Linked DNA regions of Mus musculus: all the other regions are linked to region 1. Evidence: chromatin contacts called from public HiChIP or PLAC-seq and promoter capture Hi-C data. All regions are on one chromosome and are shown on one strand. The core of a region is the stretch at or near the end of the contact, and the rest is flanking DNA. Distances in the headings are between cores, read along the strand shown. Region 1 holds the start of 1600012H06Rik (RIKEN cDNA 1600012H06 gene). Region 2 overlaps Chd1 (chromodomain helicase DNA binding protein 1). Region 3 holds the start of Dact2 (dishevelled-binding antagonist of beta-catenin 2). Region 4 holds the start of 4933401D09Rik (RIKEN cDNA 4933401D09 gene). Region 5 holds the start of Prdm9 (PR domain containing 9). Region 6 holds the start of Pdcd2 (programmed cell death 2). Region 7 holds the start of 4930474M22Rik (RIKEN cDNA 4930474M22 gene).

Region 1 (2,596 bases), core at 29-2,528:
GATTTATACAGCCTGTTACTGTAATCTTCTTACTCACCTGACTAACCAAAATGCATTTAAACATTTTATTGAGCAGACTCCTTTTTATAGGAATTTTAATCTCTAAAATATTGTGCTTGCTGCTTTTCCTGCTTGGGGAGTAAACTGAGGTAACAAAACTGTATGGCTTTATTTTTCCATCCTAGTCTAGAAAAAAGTAACCAGAGTTTCACCAGGTCAAGTAGCTAGGTTCGCAGCAAACTGTAATCGCTCTGTGAAAATAAGGGTTTGTGCTCCAGCATATTCAAGGGATCAGAAGAGAATTTCAAGCACCAGTTTCAAAATGCTAATCAATATCGTCCAGAGAACTGATTCCTCCTCTTGGGCTGCCTCTTCTGGAGCGTAAGCCTGCTGCTGACTGGCTCCTGTTGGGTCAGTGAAATAGGCAGCCTCTCCGAATGGGTACTGATCCACAGTTCTGTCATAGTATACCCTCATCTCAAAGTCGCTCTCATGGTGAGAGGGGTGTCCATAAATTCCTATCCCGACCGGTCGCTGGAAGTGTGCCGGTATAGAGACCACATCCTGGCCGCAAGTGACAGACTGCAGCTCATAGTCGTCGAAGCTCGGGTGCGGAGTGCTGTCCGACACGTACAGGTCCGCATCCCCTCTCAGGCTCTGCATCCTGAGAATAATTTTACCCTCATGGTTCAACCGCAAGTAGCTGTAATTCCCGGCTCCTATTTGGCCCTGGACCACGTGCAGAAGGAGCCACTCCTCCGGGACGTCGTCGTCTTCCAAACATTTTACCAGGGTCACCACCTGGGACGCCAGGATCATCAACAGGGCGCGCCTCCAGGGAGTAGCCATCGCTGGGGCACTCAACTCGGGGACTCCCTCATCTGCAGTCGCTGTGCTGGGAAGGTACGGGTGACAGGCGTGACCCGAGGTGCTCGTCCACGCAGACCAAGATTCGTGCACCTGGGTCCCGGGAACCGACGGTGGGGAAGGGGAAGGAGAGAAGGGATAAAGAGTAGGGAACAGCAGAGAGGGAGGAGCAGAGGAGGCGGGTGGGAAGAGGGAAGCGGTAAGAGGGACCTTAGGACAGGCCCCTGGGGGCGCAGGTGTCTGGAGAATAGCGAGGTCGCCAACCCCGAACTCACCGCCACGCCCCGCAGGCCACGCAGCACCCGCAGCACCCGGGCTCAGCCTGGAACTCGCCCCAGCTGGCGGAAAAGAGGCCGCGCCCGGAAGTGTGGTACTCCGGAAGCGAGGGCTTTTGGGAACCAACTCCGGCCTAAGGGACCGGAAGTGAGGTAACGCCAGGCTCTCGCGAGAATAGAGCAGCTTTCCCCCGTAACCATAGCGACGCGGCTGGCGTGGTCGGTGAGTTCCGGGGAAAGTGGGCTGGACGGTCGGTGAGGCTGCCAGGGATTGCAGCTTGCGACAAGCTCCCTTGAGGGGATGACTGGGAAGCCTGCTCCCGGATGGCGGAGGGCCGAGCCGCGCCCGGTCCAGCCTTCTCCTCCCGCGCCCCCAGAGCCGCGCGTGAGTGGCCTCCCTAAGCCCTGCAGCACAAGCCCCTGAGTGCGGGCAGCACCGGGAGGGACACTTTTGGATTTGTCTTAAACCATGACAGAAGGGAAATATAAATTTCAACATGAGAACTACTAGTAAGAAATGATTCCTCCCCCCCCCCCAAGCCCACAATTGCCATCACCCCACCCCCCACATTTTTTTGGGAAGTAATTTAGTAATTAGAAAACTTAGTGTACATTTAATCAAGTTTAGTGGCGAGTTCTTTAGCCTTTGCTTTTTCCAGCTTGGCAACGCGAGCCACAGACTTAGGGCCCAGCACGTTGCCTCCTCAGTGGCGACGGATCTCGTTATATCTGTGATTACAATTGATCCTAATAGCTTCCACCAGCTTAGCCAGAGCACCCTTGTCTTCCGGGTTAACCTATGTGAAGGCAACAGTGGTGCATTTCTTCCTGTGGACCAGGCGCCCCAACCTGGGCAGGACAAGCAGGAAAACCACCAGCTCAATGGGGTCTACATCATGGGCAATCACCACCAGCTGAGCCTTCTTGTTCTCCACCAAGGTGGTGACTATATTGACTCCTGCTCAATGGACAGGTGGTCTCTTAGTTGGGACGTCGCCTTTGCCAGCAGCTTTCTTCTCAGCAGGGGCCAGTAGCCTTTGCTTCTTTTGCGTTGTCTCTGGCCTGTACTTGTGGGCAAGCTGTTTGCCTGTCCAGGGCCTGGGTGAACTGGTTAATGGCAGGAGGGACTTTGAGCCGCTTGTAGAGGATGGCTCTTTGCCGCTGCAGCATGATGTAGCGGGGCCATTTGATGAAGCGTGTAAGATCTCTTTTGGGCTGGATGTCCTTCCCAAATGGCGAAATTCGTGGGCCTTTTCTCAAACTAAGGATTGACCACTTTTTTGGCCTCCTGGTCCTTGACACCGGCGATGCTCAGGGTCACCTTCTTCCCTTGGCTGTCTTTCCTTTAGGCATCTTGCTTGGCTGGAGGAGAAAGCATGCACACAGTTCTTAAGACTAGATTTCATGTCTGGAGACTTTTCCTGGTTTATAAATGGGTGGAAAGGCAAGAAGTT
Region 2 (2,596 bases), core at 25-2,524, 800 kb before region 1:
AAGATCCCATGAAGGTGGAGAGTCAGCTTGCTGTGAGCCACACAAAGGAAGTATTTGCTTCCATTTTCTATCTGTCCAGTCCCAAGAAAAAATTTTAAGGAAATAATTTTCAGTGGTTTAAGAACAGTGCTCTAAGCTTTCTTCCAAATCTAATTTGTGTTTCTTTTCCATTAAAATACAAATTGCAATTAATAAAACCTCTGCATCATTTACTGTGACATGACTTAAGTATAGCTCTCCACCTGAGGGTGTGCTAACGGTTCTTAACTACAGTAGCGCTGCATTCTGTTCCCAGTATATTACTATTACTGTGTTTTTATTGTGCTAATATCACCAACACATAAAGGTATAGTACTCCTACTTTCAAACTACATGTAGCATAGTGTGAGCAAGCTTCAACAGAGCGACCCTGTACACTAACTCTCAGTCTAACTCCTCTGCCTACAGTAAACATCCATCGTGTACCAGTCGTGTGCACAGAGAGTTAGCTGTACTCCCGGTACTATTCCAAGAGGCCAGTAAGACGACACAGTAAAAAGCCAGCCTAGGAACCTGAGTCCAAGCCCTGGAGCCCGAATGAATGTGGAAGGCCTGACTCTACAAAACTGTTCTCTGACCCCCACAAGAGCACCAAAGCACAAACACACATGCACACACCCTCACACGCATAAACACAAAATTAATGACAAAGAAATCACTACGAGGTATAATGTACTGAGAATAGGACCTGACCCTAACACTAAAACACTCATCGGTGTAGGTTTTAATCCCACTGAACAAACTTCACTGTGAATTGAAAGTAGACAGGATGTCAGCCTGTTCTTATCTGAGCCCTGCTCAACTTTTTTTTGGCAAACCACACAAAAGGCTTCCCACAGCACACAGAGCATTACAGCCCGACCAGCCTGCATGTGTCCAAGGACAGCTTCTCTTTTCAGACGTCATCTTACTTCCCAAAGCTTGCCCTTCAGACCCATCTTAGCACAGAAATACCACTTTAGTCCAGCTTTTAACAATATACAACATAAAAACAAAATTAAAATAAAATTTAGAGAAAAAAAATGAAACTTAGAAAAGTAACAAATGATTCTCTCAGTATGTTTAAGAGAAATATAATTTATATGCAAAATAATCTAAAAAGTGACTCAATAAAATAAGCCCAAGAATACAATGAAAAATAGAAACCAAGAAATGCTTACTTGAAAGGGGAACTGGCGGTACTTCAAATACTCTGCGAGTATGTCTAACATCCGCACCATCTGAGAGAAAATGAGCACTCGGTTGCCTCTTTCTCTTAGGCGAATCAACAGCTTGTCGAGAAGGATGAGTTTTCCGCTACTACGGATTAAGTGCTAAGGAAACAGCAGAGTACACCTATTACAACGTGGTAAAGCAGGAAACAGTCCAGAGCCCCACGGAATACTGCAGTTGTTTCTACTCTATCCAGTTTAGAGTTTAAGCTTTTCAGAATGCTGAAGAGAAAAGTTACTTTGGCTTTCAAAACTGTCTAGAGCTTTTCCCATCTTCCTCTATTACGTACATCAAACCTGCCCTAACCAGGCATAACAAGACTATTATTTCTGCTGTATCATTCTACTTGCCAGCTCTTACACTACTTCTCTAAGATTTAGCCAAAACAAACATACATTAAAAAAAAAAAAAAAAGCAACTAAACAAACACAGAGCAAGCAAACATATTCTTTTCTAATTCAGGGATGCTCACTCCTCAATGAACTACTGTGACTGAATTCCAAGTGTGTCTTCACGTCTGAACTGCCTCTCAACAGTAACAGAGGGGTAACATCTATGAAGGAAAGCCCTCCTTTAGGCTACTATTTACAGTCAGATTTAGCCATATCACAATCTCTAAGACACTAATAGATTTTGTCTGATAAATAGAAACAACTCACTGGTTTGAAAGACTATGTTTATAAATTATAATTTTAAAAGCTTTCATAAATACAAATAATAACACCATCACTTAAATGAAACATTAACCAAAGAGAACTTGACATGAATATATTATATTACTCTACTATTTTTATCCTAAAACTGAAATACATATTCTTAGAATTCTGCTTTAGCAATAGAAATAGTTAAAAAGTCTTACTTGTAAGGCCTCCTGTTTATTATAGAATTCATTATTATCTGGTGGTTTAATGAGGTAGCAATGGTTACAACATTTCTTTAGCTCCATCATAATGTTCAAAAAGCCTGAGGTACTGCCCTTGGAACCTTTGCTGAGGGCTTTATAATTCCTAGTTAAAATCCACCTTCAAAAACAAAAGACACATAAACAATATTCAGCAGATCACAAAGATAAATTGTGAAAGCTTAAAACCAGCATTAGTCATCATCCTGAAGCTCGTGGTTACACCCAGGATGCACTGAACCTCATATGTCAGACTCAGAACGGACACATGGGGCGGGGGTGGCGCACGCCTTTAATCCCAGCACTAGGGAGGCGGAGGCAGGCAGATTTCTGAGTTCGAGACCAGCCTGGTCTACAGAGTTCCAGGACAGCCAGGGCTACACAGAGAAACCCTGTCCAGAAAAACCAAAAACCAAAAACAAAACAAAACAAAAAAAAGCCGGA
Region 3 (2,596 bases), core at 53-2,552, 740 kb after region 1:
CTTTAAACTACAAAAGCTTAGAAGTCTGTAGCTTCGAATCAGGCAGCGACTTCTCAGTCGTCACACAGAAAGCAGTAAAAAGCGGGGAAAACTGGTGCAAGGAGGTAAAGATAAAGAGTAAAAACTTTAACCAAGCTCAGTGCTGCGAAGCTGTGATCTAGGTACACACAGAAGGCTGGAGTTCCTTGGAGACCAGCCTGGTCTACGGAGTAGTTCTGTTGTAGTAAGACCCGGTCTTAGAACCAAACAAAACAAAAATAGGGAAGTAAAATGAATAGAAACCTGTAGACTGGAGAAAACATTGTGAGAATCCTGTATCTAAGAAAGAAATTGCAAATAAGGAAAGAGTTTAAAGGAGACTCTGGTCTTCGTTACTAAGGAGATAGCCAACTTAAAGCAAGTAGCGAACCTGAATGACCGATTCTACAGGGAAAAGATACTTAACTTCCTCCTGCCCGAGGAATCACTGCAAGCTACACTCCACAGGCCTGGGTGCTCTGGATGGAGGCACCTTCCCACCCCTGCTTGGGAGGAAATGGTAAGAACACGGGAAAGTGGTCTCTTCAGTAACCACCCGCGATTCAACAATTCCTGCCTTCGGTAGACACTCAAGGAAGAGAAAAGCATTTTCATCCTGCCTGTGTGCAGAAGTGGATGACAGCTTCTTCCTAACTTATCACTGGAGGAACATGAAGACTATAGATACTCTACTCGGCCAGTAAAGTGCTGCAAAATGGGCGCGCCCGGAAGTCTAACAGCAAAAGACCCGGATAACAGGATTCCACTCAAGACAGTGTCCACAGGAGGCCGCTGGGGGGCTCTGAGCATGGAGTGAGTAAAGGAGGTGGGGGCGACTGAGAGTGTGCGGCTTGCTTCTGGGATCCAGACAGTGTTGCTGAAGTGACCACCATGGTGAGAGCTGCACACCTCAGGAACTTTCTAGAAGCTTCCTTAAAGGTGCGTAGCATGTGTGTGAAGCTGGACTCGGTACTGAGAAGCGAGCGCAGGTTTTCCATGTACATTGGCGAACCTGGTATAGGATTTTCCATTTTAATCAGCTTACAAATAGGAACGTGCGTCTTGCAATGTAAATTTTTTTCTTTTGTAATTTTTTTAAATTTAAAAACCTAAACAAAACCTTTGCCTATGCTTAAGCTCCTCTCTGTCCCTCTGCGGAGGGGCTTTTGGCCTTCCCCGATGAGCTCATAGGTCCCAGGGGCGCAGGGGTTGGGCGAGGGCGCGGCCGGTCGACGGGGCGGGCAGGGGGCGGCCGCTGTGACCTCGGGCGTCGCAAACACCGCCCTCCGCGGCCAGCGATAGGTCCCAACCCACCTAAGCGACCTGCAGCCGGGGGCGGGGAGACGCGACGGGGACGCGCGGCGCGGCGGTTGAGCGTCCGGGAGATGTGGGCACCGAGCGGCCAGGGGCCCGCGGGTTGGGACCGCCGCAGGGTGGGCGCGCGACTACGAGCCGCACTGGCCGGGCTGCAGGAGCTTCAGGGGCTGCGAGCCACGCAGCAAGCACGCGTGCGGGGAGCTCTGGGCCTGCACCCTGCGCCAGGGCCCCGCGGCCAGGAGCTGCGTCTGGAGGCGGCGCTGACCGCGCTACGGGAGCAGCTGGTAAGGAGCAAGTTGGGCGCGAGCGGCCGAAGGGACCTGCTGGGGCGCGATCGGGGCGCAGTTGCGTGGAATGTGCGAGCGGAAAGAGCAGATGCGCGGCTGCGTGGGGAGCGCGCCGCGGGGTGCGAGCTGGAGAGCCGCGCGCGGGACCCGGGGTTGACTGCGCACCGCCTCTGCGGCGGACACAACCTTGGTGCGGCGGCGCGCAAGTCTGGCTAGACACAGGCTGTTGTGGTGGGGAGCGTGGGCTCCATTCCGCCTGGCAGGAGTCTGCGCACATACTGACCTCATCCCGGGAGCAGGTCATCCGGCTACACTGCGTGGCTACACTGCGTGAACTTGAGCCACAGGGCACTGTACTGGGTTTGCTTGGGTCATTGAGGAGTCTTGCCCGCTGAGGATCGTCTCCAAGATTGCACGTCACCTGATCCCATTAAAAAAAAAAAAAAAATAAGACGAGTGTCCTCCGGTATGCGGAACGTGGGAGAGGGGATTAGTGGCGCTTTCTCATCTACCCGCGCCCATCGAGTCCCCCTCTGTAGACCACTTGGGGCCCCTCGGGAGTAGAATTGCTACCCATTTCTAGAAACAGCTCAAGGTTCCTTCCCCTCAGTACTGCAGTATTTTTAAAAGAACAAAATAGTGCGCACTCGAAAGAGTGTGATAGCGTTGCGTCCACAACTCTTTAAGTGGGATTTTTTTTTCACGGTGAAATTTGGATCTGTCCTGTTGAAAGTAGCCTCTTGGTAAAGTTCAGGGTGAAACTGCTGTGTTCCAATCAACTTTAGTTCAGAATAGTGTTGGGTTTGTGTCTAAAGAATCAGGAAGTCCAGTGTCTGAGTCACTACTCCCCAGGACACCTGGAATCTTCCCTGAGTGTAAGAGATCTGGCTGAGGGCGGAATCCAGCTGACAGTCTCCTCCAGTCTGAGACACCCAACTGCTGCCCAGAGAGAGACATGGCCGGTGAGGACTGGA
Region 4 (2,596 bases), core at 33-2,532, 690 kb before region 1:
GGAGTGGAAAGTTTCTCCTTCTTTCGTGTCTTTTTGCAGGAAAAAAAATGTATCTGGAAGACACAGGCAGTATAAGCAGATTTTCACTTGCCACAGTGAAGCAAACATGTGTGGACAGTATATTCTAGAGAGATTGAAGCAGGCCCCTGAAAGGGGATTAGCAGCAAAAAATACAAATAAATAAATAAATAAATAAATAAATAAATAATCCAATTCCTTACTTAGAGATTTAAGTTTGTCTTTCATCAAACACAGGTATAAGAAATCCCTCTAATAAACCTGTGTATGAAGGTTTATTACCTGTAGTTGGAAATGAAGGGAGTAAGATTATTTTGACAACTGAGTTCTACCCTCCAGACACATACAGGAGAGAATTGACTCCCACAGCTTGCCTTCTCATCTACACACACACACACTCACACACACACACACACACACACACACACACGCACACACACACACATACACTGTGCACTTGCACATATAAAAGATAAAAACAATTAAATATAATTTTTGAAAAATCTGCCTTTAAGATAGTACCTGGTCTAGAATTTGCAGCATAACTTCACTCTTTTTCACTAATCTGATTTATTCTCAAAAAGTTCAATGACAGCCAATTCTCAAAGCCTAACTTAAAATGTCATATGACTATTCATTTTAATTTTAATAGAACTTAAAATACTGAGGTCAAGGGACTGAAGCTCAAATGAGTGTTGCCTACAGGAGAATCTGTCCATTGCAGAGAGGGAGCCAGTTGAGTAAGCCTTGGCCAAGAGCCTGGGACAGGAAGTGCTATCAGAGTCCCCAGGGTTGTGGTACTGTGGGACTGTTCAGGTTAAATACTGTTCATTAAAGTTTTGCTTCCCAGGAGAGAAAAACAATAGTGACTAAAACTGGCATGTTAGCAAAGCTACCTCCAGAGACTTCCTGAAGCTCTCTGAGGATGGTGCCCGAGTATTTCAAGAGGTTTCTCTTACTGTCTCTTTTACCTCATTATCCGCATAAGACACTTAAGGTGAGGAGGGTGGTTTTCAGACAGGCGTAGTTCCCGGTTCGGTTCGTTGAAGAGGAGGTCCTCTGGTAATTTAGCAGGAGAGTTTAAATTTCATCTGTTGCGATGGATCCTGCCATCCTGCATTCCTAGAGAGACTTTTGAAAAATAACTGTTACAAACCTGTAAGCAGATGATTTGGTTGCAGAGTAAAACGGAGGAAGGTGGAGGGAGTTGGAGGAGCAGAGGCAGGAGAGACGGAACTGATTAGTGCCTGGTGGGGATAGTGTTGATTCAGGGTGACCGTGACTACTCTCACAGCCAGAAGCCCTGTCCCCCCCCACCCCACCCCCGCTCCCCGCCCCCCCACCCCACCCCCCACCCCCGCGCACTAAAATGAGCTAGCAGAAGCAGTTAGGGAGCTACAGAGTATCAAAGAAGGGGAATAAGAAAAAAGTAAAGGAACTGTGTAAAGAATTGTATCTGGCCTGAGGGGGAAGGATCAAGGTCCCTTGCAGCGCGAGTTTCTCTTCTTTGTGAAAAAAAAATTTTTTTTTTTCCCAGATGAAACGGGAACCAATGGGGCCGTTGGGAGAGGTTACATGGAACATTTTGGGGGAGGGGGTATAGAGGAACATTCCTTAAGTAAAACATTTAAAGGAACGAAAATGTATGAGGATAATGCAGGGTAGAGAAGGGGGCTAAACCACCGTGTGTGTGCTCTTGTGTGAGTATATGGGTAGAAACCGATGGTCACTGTCTACAATCTTCACGTTTCTCTTGCTCTCCACCTTGGCGTTGGTTTTTGGTTGTTTTTAGGGTGTTTGTTTGTTTGTTTTTACCTTTTTGGTTTGTGTTTTGTTACTTGAGACAGGGTCTCATTATGTACCTGCTTGGCTGGCCTGGAATTTGCTATGTAGATAAAGCTGGCGGGCAAACTCAGAGGTCTGCCTGTCTCTGCTTCTGGAATACTGGGATTAAAGGTAGGCACCACCATGCTGAGGCTCCTCTTCACTCTTTTTAAGGGAAAGGGAGAGGGGGAGGGTGAAGGAGAGCGAAAGAGACTCTACATTGCCCTGACCACTCTGAACCTCTTGAGTACTGGGATCAAAGGCATCACCATCACACTCAATCTACCTTAGTTTTCAAGTGGTTCTCATTAAACACTGAGCTAACAGATTTCAGCTAACCCGCCTGACCGGTGAATTTTGTGGATCTTTCTGTCTCCACAGCCTAATACTAGGCTTATAGATGCATGTTGCTATGGATTTTTATGTGGGCGCCAGTGATCCAAATTCAAGTCCTCGTGTTTGTACAGCAATGATCTTACACATTGATTAGACATCCCCAATACTGCACTGAGGGTCTCAGAAATGCTGAATTTACTTGGGACAAGAAGTCGGGAGCTGAAAACAACCTAAAATGCTTTGAAGTTAACCCCCCACATTCCTGTCTCTCTGGATACATCGGGATCTGCTTGGATGATCTGACACCCATTTATTAAGCCATCTTCAATGTCAGACCGTTATTTCTAACCACAATGGAGAAGCATATGTTATTTTAAACCCTCAGCCCCACTTTGTACATAAGACCTCATTCTCTCAT
Region 5 (2,596 bases), core at 54-2,553, 620 kb before region 1:
AGACCTTTAGTAGACAGGACACAGGTCAGGTAACACAGCCTGCCACATTGAAAAAGAGGAGTCTGAAGGAACGGACGCCGCACAGAGAACAAGTGTGCGCCTGCGCGCTGGCCACTACCTGATTCGTGCAGGGGCCTGGCAATCCCAGCGAGGGGAGGGGCAGCCTGGAGAAAGCCACGGGCAGGAATTGCACCCTGACTGACAGGCAGAGCTCCGCCCTCCGCTTTTCTTGTTCCCGCCCCTCAGCCAGCTGTCTGTCAATTGGCGGATTCTCCTGTCAGTCAGCCTCGGAACTCCTCAGAGGGACGAACGCCGGCGGTGGCCTCAGAGCCGCGGGATTCTGGACCATGAGTGCAGGCGAAACCTTCAGGACCAGCGAGGCTTTCTAGGCTCAGCCCGTGAGACCCCATATCCCCTAAATTAGATTCGGACCCCCTCAGCGTGACACGCGCGCGCGCGCTCACACGCACACACCCGGTCACCTCAGCTTCTCGGGAACTCCAAACGCCCTTTGGCTGAGTGAGGTCCCAAATGCACTTGTGCGGAACCAACCCAGCCTCTGCCTGAGGAACCTGGGTAGCTCGCCTCAGAGAGACTAAGTTTCCAGACAGGAAACCTGGACTCTCAGCGTAGAGACTCTCCTAAGCCCCAAAGACCCCAGACGCCCTCGGTCTCGAGGACCTGTCTGTCACTCCAGATTGGCTTCCAGAGATCCTAAATGCTCTCGTCCCGCAGGACCCTAAATACCTCCGACGTGACAAATCCCAACTCTTCGTGACATAATCGTCAAATCTCGTCAGACTGCGAGTCTCCAAACCTTATTTCACAGCCTGAAAGACTCCTCTAGCCTACGAACCCAATTCCTTCAATCTGATGCACCCCACTCCTCAGCCCGAGGTCCCCAAAGTTAAAATCTCAGCCAGAGCGTTCCTACATTTTCACCAGAGGGACTTCAATCCCTTGTACTCGGGATTCCCGAATCCATTTACCTGAAAACATCTTTCAGACCCTGGCTGACTCCTTGGTCCAGATGAAGAGCAAGTGGGAATGGGGTGGGGGGGGACACCGGTTGGCGGGAGGAATCTTCCTTCCTTGCTGTCGCAGGTCCTGACCCGGACGGAGGGTCGGTGCCTAGGTTTAGGGCTCAGTCCAGAATCCTTGCTCCTGCACCAGAGTACTAGACCTCGGAGTCCGAAGAAGCTGCCTGTGTTGGCTGCATGGATTCCCAGCCCCTAGCTCCTTCCCATGTGCTGGTGGGCATCTCTGATCGCCTAAGGCCCTTAGTTACCTCTTCATCCATAGGACCATAGGACCCTGGACCTCTCCAGTGAAATGTCCTGCACCATGAACACCAACAAGCTGGAAGAAAATAGTCCTGAAGAAGATACAGGGAAATTCGAGTGGAAACCCAAGGTAGTACGAAGTTATCCTTGAGTCAGGAGGATCATGGGGTGGGCAGAGGCAAACAGCCTTGAGTACCAATACCATATTGATTTTTCCTATGACAAGAAGGTGGGTCCCGATATGTGAGAGAGGAAAGGCTCATTAGCAACTGCTCTGTCAGCATGAACATCCAGTGTTTGCTTAAAGAAGGTTCTGGGAATGGGAGGATAACCTTGGTCACTGAGACCACATTCCAGGGTCCCAAGCCCGGCCCAGCATGTTCCGTTTTTTGTTTTTATTTTTTTTCCCCCAGGTCAAAGATGAATTCAAAGACATTTCCATATACTTCTCCAAAGAAGAATGGGCAGAGATGGGAGAGTGGGAGAAAATTCGCTATAGAAATGTGAAAAGGAACTATAAAATGCTGATTTCAATAGGTAACAAGAAGTCTTCGGTTGAACCAGTCTAGATTAAAAAAATAAAATCTCAGTTCCCATGTTCCCATGTTATGTTAGGGTCTTCCCAGGTATCTACAGTGGTACAGTTCCCAATGGAGACAAGTTTAGAGGAAACGTGTGTGTGTGTGTGTGTGTCTGTGTGTCCAGGACTAAATGTTAGCACTGGCCCTGTAGAGATCTCATCTCCACACCCAGAGCCTACCTGGCCTTGTGATACATTTGTTCCATCCTCTAGGGCCTTTTTAAGAGGAATATTTTGCTGCTTTTCAGGTCTCAGAGCCCCTAGACCAGCTTTCATGTGTTACCAAAGGCAAGCAATGAAACCCCAAATAAATGACAGTGAGGATTCTGATGAAGAGTGGACACCTAAGCAACAAGGTGAGGAGAGGCTAGGAGAGTTTAGAAGTGAGGTGAGGGGGCAGGAGAATTTAGAAGTACCCATCGGAAACCAAGCCAGATTTAGGTTCCATAATGTCTCAGAACCAACTTCTGAAAACTGGGTGTTTCAGAATCAAGGGTCAGCAAACAAACAAGATGCAATGCAAAATTAATAGTAAGAATCTATTCCTGTACATTTTAAAATATGTGAAAACTATATGCTATTTATAAATATAATAAATATGAAATATATACAAATCTGGGCATGAACAAGAAATATCAAACCCAAAGTAGCTAGGATAAGCACCTTACCTAGTCTGTAGCCTGCGTGCTTATTATTAATCATGTAAATATGACCATGGTTGTGCAAATGTCTC
Region 6 (2,596 bases), core at 53-2,552, 580 kb before region 1:
ACATTAAGTAGTTACAGAGGAATCTCAGTACAGACCTGAGACACCATCTGATAGCATTGTTAGCCTTTTGATTGGTGGAGAATAGCATTTTGTTAATACAGTCCAATAGTCTTTATCTGTTTATCAAGGTGTTAGGTCTGACACAAAAGCGGCCACTAAGGTATCTTTAAGGGGCTAAAGACAACCCAAGAGAAATAGTACCATTTCTAAAGATTCTAAACTCTTCAAAGTCAAAAAGTTTTATTAGTTAACCAGACTTTGTAGACAGCTCCTTTCCAGGAATTCTTGTTTACACTAGCCAAAAAACCCACTGTTGTTTTGTCTTTACATCTTGCTTCCTGTCTAAATCCAACACACAGGGCAGCGAGTATGGGAGCACCCAACTGTGTGAAGCAGAGCGCTATGATTTACGTTTGTTTCGAGTGCTCCTCCTCAACTGTATCCGGTCATCTTTCTCCTCCACCCCAGTTTTGAACATCCTTTAACTGCATGAGGACAGGTTTCAAGGGTCTGTGTGGGTTCGCCCCCAACCTCAATTCTTCCACAGGAGAACAGAGCCTCCCTTTGAAAGAGAAGATAAAAATAGCAAACTTCAACATTAATTATGATTGGCGACATTACTTAGGATGTATTCAGTTTCATAAAACTAAGATAAGAGAATAAGAAACTCTCTGTTCTGAGATAACAGAATAACCTAAACTGCTAACTTCTGCTTTGGGAAGCCTACTTGCCCCTTTCTCTTCCAAAGGAAGCACGCATTTGTTCTCCCTTAAGAAGTGACCACCACCAATATCCACTTAGCAAGTTCCATTTGCTAGAGAAACTGTCATAATAAAAATCTGAAAATTCAGCTTCTGTAAAACTTGCTCAGCTCCGGGAAAAACCTCTTTTGAAGCAGAGATTTTAAAAGACCACTCTAAGATAATCACAAAGATTATGACAATATCTAACGGCATAAACCATGAAATGTTTCTGATCCGGGCTGAGTCTCTTACCCAATAGCGAAAGGCTACAGCTGCGAACTAATTAAAGTTTGTCTTTTGTCCCCGAGTGCTGAGAATGCCCCCACTTCCCTCACTCCAACCTGAGGATCTACAACCGACACCCTAATCTCAGAGGTCTGAAGAGCTTCCGGCCTTCGGATCCCCAGAAACAGTGACAGTTCGATGGAGGTAGTCTTGCTCACCAGCGTCCTTTATTCACTTTTGCTTCCTGCCTATAGGGTTACCTCCAGTCCGGTCCCAGCTCGAGATCTGACCCCGCCTCCCGCCTTCCGGCCTAACACGTGACCGCCCTCTTCCGGCCTGGTGGCAGAGTCCTGCTGCGAGCATGGCTGCAGCCGCCCCTGGTCCTGTGGAGTTGGGCTTCGCCGAGGAGGCACCGGCCTGGAGGCTGCGCAGCGAGCAGTTTCCCAGCAAAGTGGGCGGGCGGCCCGCGTGGTTGGGCTTGGCGGAGCTGCCGGGGCCCGGGGCGCTGGCGTGTGCGCGCTGCGGCCGCCCGCTCGCCTTCCTGCTGCAGGTGTACGCACCGCTGCCGGGCCGGGACGACGCCTTCCACCGCAGCCTCTTTCTCTTCTGCTGTCGCGAGCCGCCGTGCTGCGCCGGCCTGCGAGGTGAGCGGCCGCCGGGACAGGACCCGGGCGAGGGTTGCCACGGGGGCTGAACCCTGGACGTAGGACGATCGGTTGGCGCGAGTGGTTGTATTCAGGTACCGGAATTGTCTTAGAATCGTGTCCCTTTCATCCTGGGCACGGACTCCTTAAAGCCAATTTCTCTTGTCAGACGGAACTCTTCCCGGGTTTAAAAGCTCTTTAGCTTTTATTTTTATTCCCTTTCATATAAAAACCGCCCCCCCACCCCGAAAGCAAAAACCTTAGGTTTTCCTTAAATGAGGTTTTATGAGGTGAAGCACCGAAAACGGTTCAAATGTTTCAATTATTTTGTTTCACGGAAAGATAATCTCACGTACCCCTTTCTCCTCTTCATTTCAGTTTTTCGTAATCAGCTACCAAGGAACAACGCATTCTACTCCTATGAGCCCCCTTCTGAAACAGAAGCTTTGGGTACGGAATGTGTGTGCCTCCAGCTCAAGTCTGGAGCCCATCTCTGTCGGGTTTGTGGTTGCTTGGCCCCTATGACATGCTCTAGGTGCAAACAGGCACATTACTGCAGCAAGGAGCATCAGACATTAGACTGGCGGCTGGGACACAAGCAGGCTTGTACACAGTCAGGTAAGACAACTTAGCCTTACCGTCTCTGTCAACTGAGGTACTCCAGTTTCTGGTTAAACTTGAAATTAGAAAACATACTTTAAAAGTTTTAGGAACTGGTAACATGAACACTTCGCTAATCTAAAACACAACCAGCTTTATTTTTTTATTAGATATTTTCTTTATATACATTTCAAATGCTATCCCGAAAGTTCCCTATACCCCCCCCCCCCCCCCCAGCCCTGCTCCCTTACCCACCCACTCCTGATTCTTGGCCCTGGTGTTCCCCTGTACTGGGGCATATAAAGTTTGCAAGACCAAGGGGCCTCTCTTCCCAGTAATGGCCGACTAGGCCATCTTCTGCTACATATGCAGCTAGAGACACGA
Region 7 (2,596 bases), core at 26-2,525, 540 kb after region 1:
GTTCCACACATGCTCTCCAACATGTTGATGAAGCCAGTCACCAAATCATAGAATCAAATGTGAGAACCTCAGACTCTATCTATCTATCCTGGAACCCTCTCTACTCCTGCTACATCTGGTGACTTAGGCCAGCCCCACAGAGAATCCAAGTGTTAAGCCAGCTAAGCCCACTGGGACAACTGATCTCCTAGAGGTGATTATTTCACTGCCCTTGACTTGGCCTGAATGTTCCAGTAGAGCCTATGAACTGTGCTGGCCAGTTACCGCCAATGGTTCTACAATCAGGAGGGAAGTCACGTTTGAACGGATAGCCATTGTGATTAGAACAGGAACAGGTTGGGGGTTAGAGCTGTACTCAGCTTATGTTCCTGAGACTTGCTGCTCTCCTGGCCAGGTGACAAGATGCTGACCACCCGTGGTCACTTCTACGTGGTTGACAACAACCAATGGCATACCGTGTATCTCCTATACACCAGACCGTAAGGCATCCTGTCAAATCCAGGAAGCAACCCCTTCGACACAAAACCCCAACATGATTAAAGTGCAGAGTAGTGACGTAAGTAAGGCTTACTGTGGCGCTTCCTGGTGTTGGCTTTACCCTCCTCTCTGGTGACACCCAAGCAGCCCATGAGCTCCTGCACGGTGATGGACTTGTCATTGTTCATGTCGCAGTACTCCACAAACTTCTTCACACACTTTTTGGGCTTGGATTTCTTTCGCAGGAACCTCTTAAAGGGTTTGATCTCCTTCTTGCCAATGTCTCCACTAGAGTTCTTATCAAGCAGCTTGAAGTACCAATGTACAACCCTCTCCTCCAGGGTGTGGCTGGGGTCTGGCTCTGACAGCCTAGAGGATGAGCAAGCATGTCAGACAGAAGGCGGAAGCTGCTGTGCCCCCTGACTCTGGCTCCCCCCTTCCCCACCCTCACACCTGTGCCTACCCTGATGCACTACCTGATACGGCCACCTTCAAATATAAGCCTGTGTGTTCAGAACAAGGAACACCACAGCAATGTGTGCACTGTGGTTATTCAATCACCCAAGGCCTTGAGTTCAAGGTCACTGACCTGAGACCTGGGCTCAGGTCAAGAAATAACAGCATCCACCAAAGGCATCTAAAGTGCCAGGCTCTCTACCTTAATGTGATAATTTGTCTACTGTGTATGCAAGAGACACGTAAATAGATGAGGTGATATCAAATTTTTTTTCAGTTATAACTAGACAGTTTTCTTTGGAATTCTTTTAAAGCTGTACATTCTGAGATACAGATAAGTCAGGCTGTGAGTCAAACCTTGACACTGTGCCGGAAGGACGTCCACCTCTCACCTGAGGTGAAGAACCTATGCCATCACTTTGGACTCAGCGGACTCCACTGTTTAGATGGACTTTCCTCTGTGAGAGTGCAAACACAGCAAGCAGATGCCAACAGCCCCCAGCGACTGGGCTCGCAGGCACTATTGTGGGTCAGACACTCAGAAGGCAAGTCAGTCACTTCTATAGTACATGACAGGAGGTTGAAATTTAGTTGACTTCTTTTGCCTTAGCTTGTGCAAATGTGACACTTCCCCCTCAGTGTTCCTTCTCCCCTTATGCCTTCCTTAGCAAAGAAAGCACAAGATGAAGGGTGGCTTTATGCTAAGGAGGCTTCATACAGGAGACAGCCAGGAGCTCGCTGTCAGGACGGCATGGGAACAAGTGTTTTTAGAAAAACAAAAAAAAAAAACTTTAAAATAAAGTTTCTTTTAGAAATAAGAGTGAGAGATTGTGAACACCCAGAGCTGAGTTTAAGTACTGAAGTACCACCTGGACAGCTCCATCACCCTGTACTGTGAGGAAGTGGGCACACAGGCACCGTTATTCCTACCATGACAAAAAAAAAAAAAACCAAGTCTCACTGTGTCTACAGTGTACACAGGAGAGCATCTGTAGGGTGAGCCTTGTTGGTGGGATCAAGGCCCCAGCTGTACACTTGAACCTGGATAAGAAGATAAGCCTCACATGTGCATAGCAGGGATCAACGATAAATAAGTCCCAGCACTCGGGAGGCAGAGGCAGTGGCTCCCTGAGCTCAAGGCCAGCCTGGTCTGCAGAGTGAGTTCCAGGACAGCCAGGGCTACACACAGAAGCCATGTCTCAAAAACAAGTAAACAAACAAACAAACAAACAAAAACCAAAAAGCCAACTTTTTTTGAGTTGCAGAATTCCAAAGTAGATAAGTCAAAACCCAGTAGATAAGTCTCAGACTCAGTTTCAACCTATAGATCCACCCAAAGCAAGTGTGTTCCTCTTCTCAGGCCTCCCTGGGCCCCAGGAGCCGCTGATCATGAAGAGGGAGGCTGTTCCCCATGGTCCGCCTCCTCTAAGGCGCTCTCTTCTCTCTGTCTCTGTCTCTGTCTCTGTCTGTCTCTGTCTCTGTCTCTGTCTCTCTCTCTCTCTCTCTCTCTCTCTCTCTCTCTCTCTCTCTCTCTCTCAGACATTCAAGTGAACTGCCTGATCTCACATGGCCACCGGCCAGGAAGAATTTAGCTTCCCAGATTCCTTCAAACTTCTGGGCTTCAAGCCAGCATATTGCTCTGCAGCAAGACACAGTATACCTG

Evidence for each region. Promoter capture Hi-C pulls out the DNA fragments that hold promoters and counts their contacts. HiChIP or PLAC-seq counts read pairs in DNA pulled down with a chosen protein or histone mark. Capture Hi-C pulls out chosen DNA fragments and counts their contacts.
Region 2: an H3K4me3 HiChIP or PLAC-seq map of bone marrow-derived macrophages shows a contact between it and region 1, with 4 times the contacts expected there. The contact joins the enhancer-like site here to the promoter of 1600012H06Rik in region 1. A contact is called at or near these places in 8 of 39 promoter capture datasets (the C10 cell line, hematopoietic stem and progenitor cells, hippocampal neurons and 3 more), 1 of 484 Hi-C or Micro-C datasets (B cells), 2 of 115 datasets of contacts at active chromatin or transcription factors (bone marrow-derived macrophages and memory CD8 T cells) and 2 of 9 other capture datasets (adipose tissue and liver).
Region 3: a contact with region 1 is called in a promoter capture Hi-C map of embryonic stem cells, with 5 times the contacts expected there. The contact joins the promoter of Dact2 here to the promoter of 1600012H06Rik in region 1. A contact is called at or near these places in 8 of 39 promoter capture datasets (the 3T3-L1 cell line, cranial neural crest, embryonic stem cells and 4 more), 1 of 484 Hi-C or Micro-C datasets (embryonic stem cells), 12 of 115 datasets of contacts at active chromatin or transcription factors (astrocytes, bone marrow-derived macrophages, embryonic stem cells and 4 more) and 3 of 9 other capture datasets (adipose tissue, embryonic stem cells and pancreatic islet).
Region 4: a contact with region 1 is called in a promoter capture Hi-C map of liver, with 4 times the contacts expected there. The contact joins the promoter of 4933401D09Rik here to the promoter of 1600012H06Rik in region 1. A contact is called at or near these places in 3 of 39 promoter capture datasets (liver and pre-B cells).
Region 5: a contact with region 1 is called in a promoter capture Hi-C map of liver, with 3 times the contacts expected there. The contact joins the promoter of Prdm9 here to the promoter of 1600012H06Rik in region 1. A contact is called at or near these places in 7 of 39 promoter capture datasets (the C10 cell line, fetal liver, liver and 2 more), 3 of 115 datasets of contacts at active chromatin or transcription factors (astrocytes, memory CD8 T cells and pancreatic cancer cells) and 2 of 9 other capture datasets (adipose tissue and liver).
Region 6: a contact with region 1 is called in a promoter capture Hi-C map of liver. The contact joins the promoter of Pdcd2 here to the promoter of 1600012H06Rik in region 1. A contact is called at or near these places in 11 of 39 promoter capture datasets (the 3T3-L1 cell line, the C10 cell line, the HPC-7 cell line and 7 more), 7 of 115 datasets of contacts at active chromatin or transcription factors (astrocytes, bone marrow-derived macrophages, effector CD8 T cells and 4 more) and 4 of 9 other capture datasets (adipose tissue, liver, macrophages and 1 more).
Region 7: a promoter capture Hi-C map of adipose tissue shows a contact between it and region 1. The contact joins the promoter of 4930474M22Rik here to the promoter of 1600012H06Rik in region 1. A contact is called at or near these places in 8 of 39 promoter capture datasets (the 3T3-L1 cell line, 3T3-L1-derived adipocytes, cranial neural crest and 4 more), 1 of 115 datasets of contacts at active chromatin or transcription factors (bone marrow-derived macrophages) and 1 of 9 other capture datasets (adipose tissue).

The regions. Positions count from the first base shown.
Region 1 is chr17:14,941,866-14,944,461 of GRCm38.p6, reverse strand. It overlaps 1600012H06Rik (RIKEN cDNA 1600012H06 gene), which reads right to left and starts at 1,278. Exons shown (of 2, transcript NM_026451.2): 1 at 1,143-1,278; 2 at 1-895. The coding sequence starts at 849. The coding sequence ends at 292. It overlaps Wdr27 (WD repeat domain 27), which reads left to right and starts at 1,338. Exons shown (of 25, transcript NM_175173.3): 1 at 1,338-1,365.
Region 2 is chr17:15,741,834-15,744,429 of GRCm38.p6, reverse strand. Chd1 (chromodomain helicase DNA binding protein 1) reads right to left here. Exons shown (of 36, transcript NM_007690.3): 16 at 2,111-2,273; 17 at 1,200-1,352. Among named protein-coding and RNA genes, the nearest start is that of 5830433I10Rik, 38 kb to the right of the region's middle. Within about 2 kb of position 1,274, at least 62 of the 459 cell types and tissues checked have an H3K27ac peak or open chromatin away from gene starts, as enhancers often do. A contact at or near this core is called in bone marrow-derived macrophages and memory CD8 T cells, where this site is marked.
Region 3 is chr17:14,202,537-14,205,132 of GRCm38.p6, reverse strand. Dact2 (dishevelled-binding antagonist of beta-catenin 2) reads left to right here and starts at 1,302. Exons shown (of 4, transcript NM_172826.3): 1 at 1,302-1,619. The coding sequence starts at 1,404. It overlaps Gm34510 (a long non-coding RNA gene), which reads right to left and starts at 1,426. Exons shown (of 3, transcript XR_001782252.2): 1 at 1,333-1,426.
Region 4 is chr17:15,630,474-15,633,069 of GRCm38.p6, reverse strand. 4933401D09Rik (RIKEN cDNA 4933401D09 gene) reads right to left here and starts at 1,282. Exons shown (of 4, transcript NR_045431.1): 1 at 1,175-1,282; 2 at 1-53.
Region 5 is chr17:15,562,038-15,564,633 of GRCm38.p6, reverse strand. It overlaps Prdm9 (PR domain containing 9), which reads left to right and starts at 1,303. Exons shown (of 10, transcript NM_144809.3): 1 at 1,303-1,413; 2 at 1,697-1,820; 3 at 2,112-2,219. The coding sequence starts at 1,345.
Region 6 is chr17:15,526,007-15,528,602 of GRCm38.p6, reverse strand. It overlaps Pdcd2 (programmed cell death 2), which reads left to right and starts at 1,302. Exons shown (of 6, transcript NM_008799.2): 1 at 1,302-1,612; 2 at 1,991-2,230. The coding sequence starts at 1,330.
Region 7 is chr17:14,397,621-14,400,216 of GRCm38.p6, reverse strand. It overlaps 4930474M22Rik (RIKEN cDNA 4930474M22 gene), which reads left to right and starts at 1,275. Exons shown (of 3, transcript NR_027986.1): 1 at 1,275-1,478. It overlaps Smoc2 (SPARC related modular calcium binding 2), which reads right to left. Exons shown (of 13, transcript NM_022315.2): 10 at 2,594-2,596; 11 at 572-846.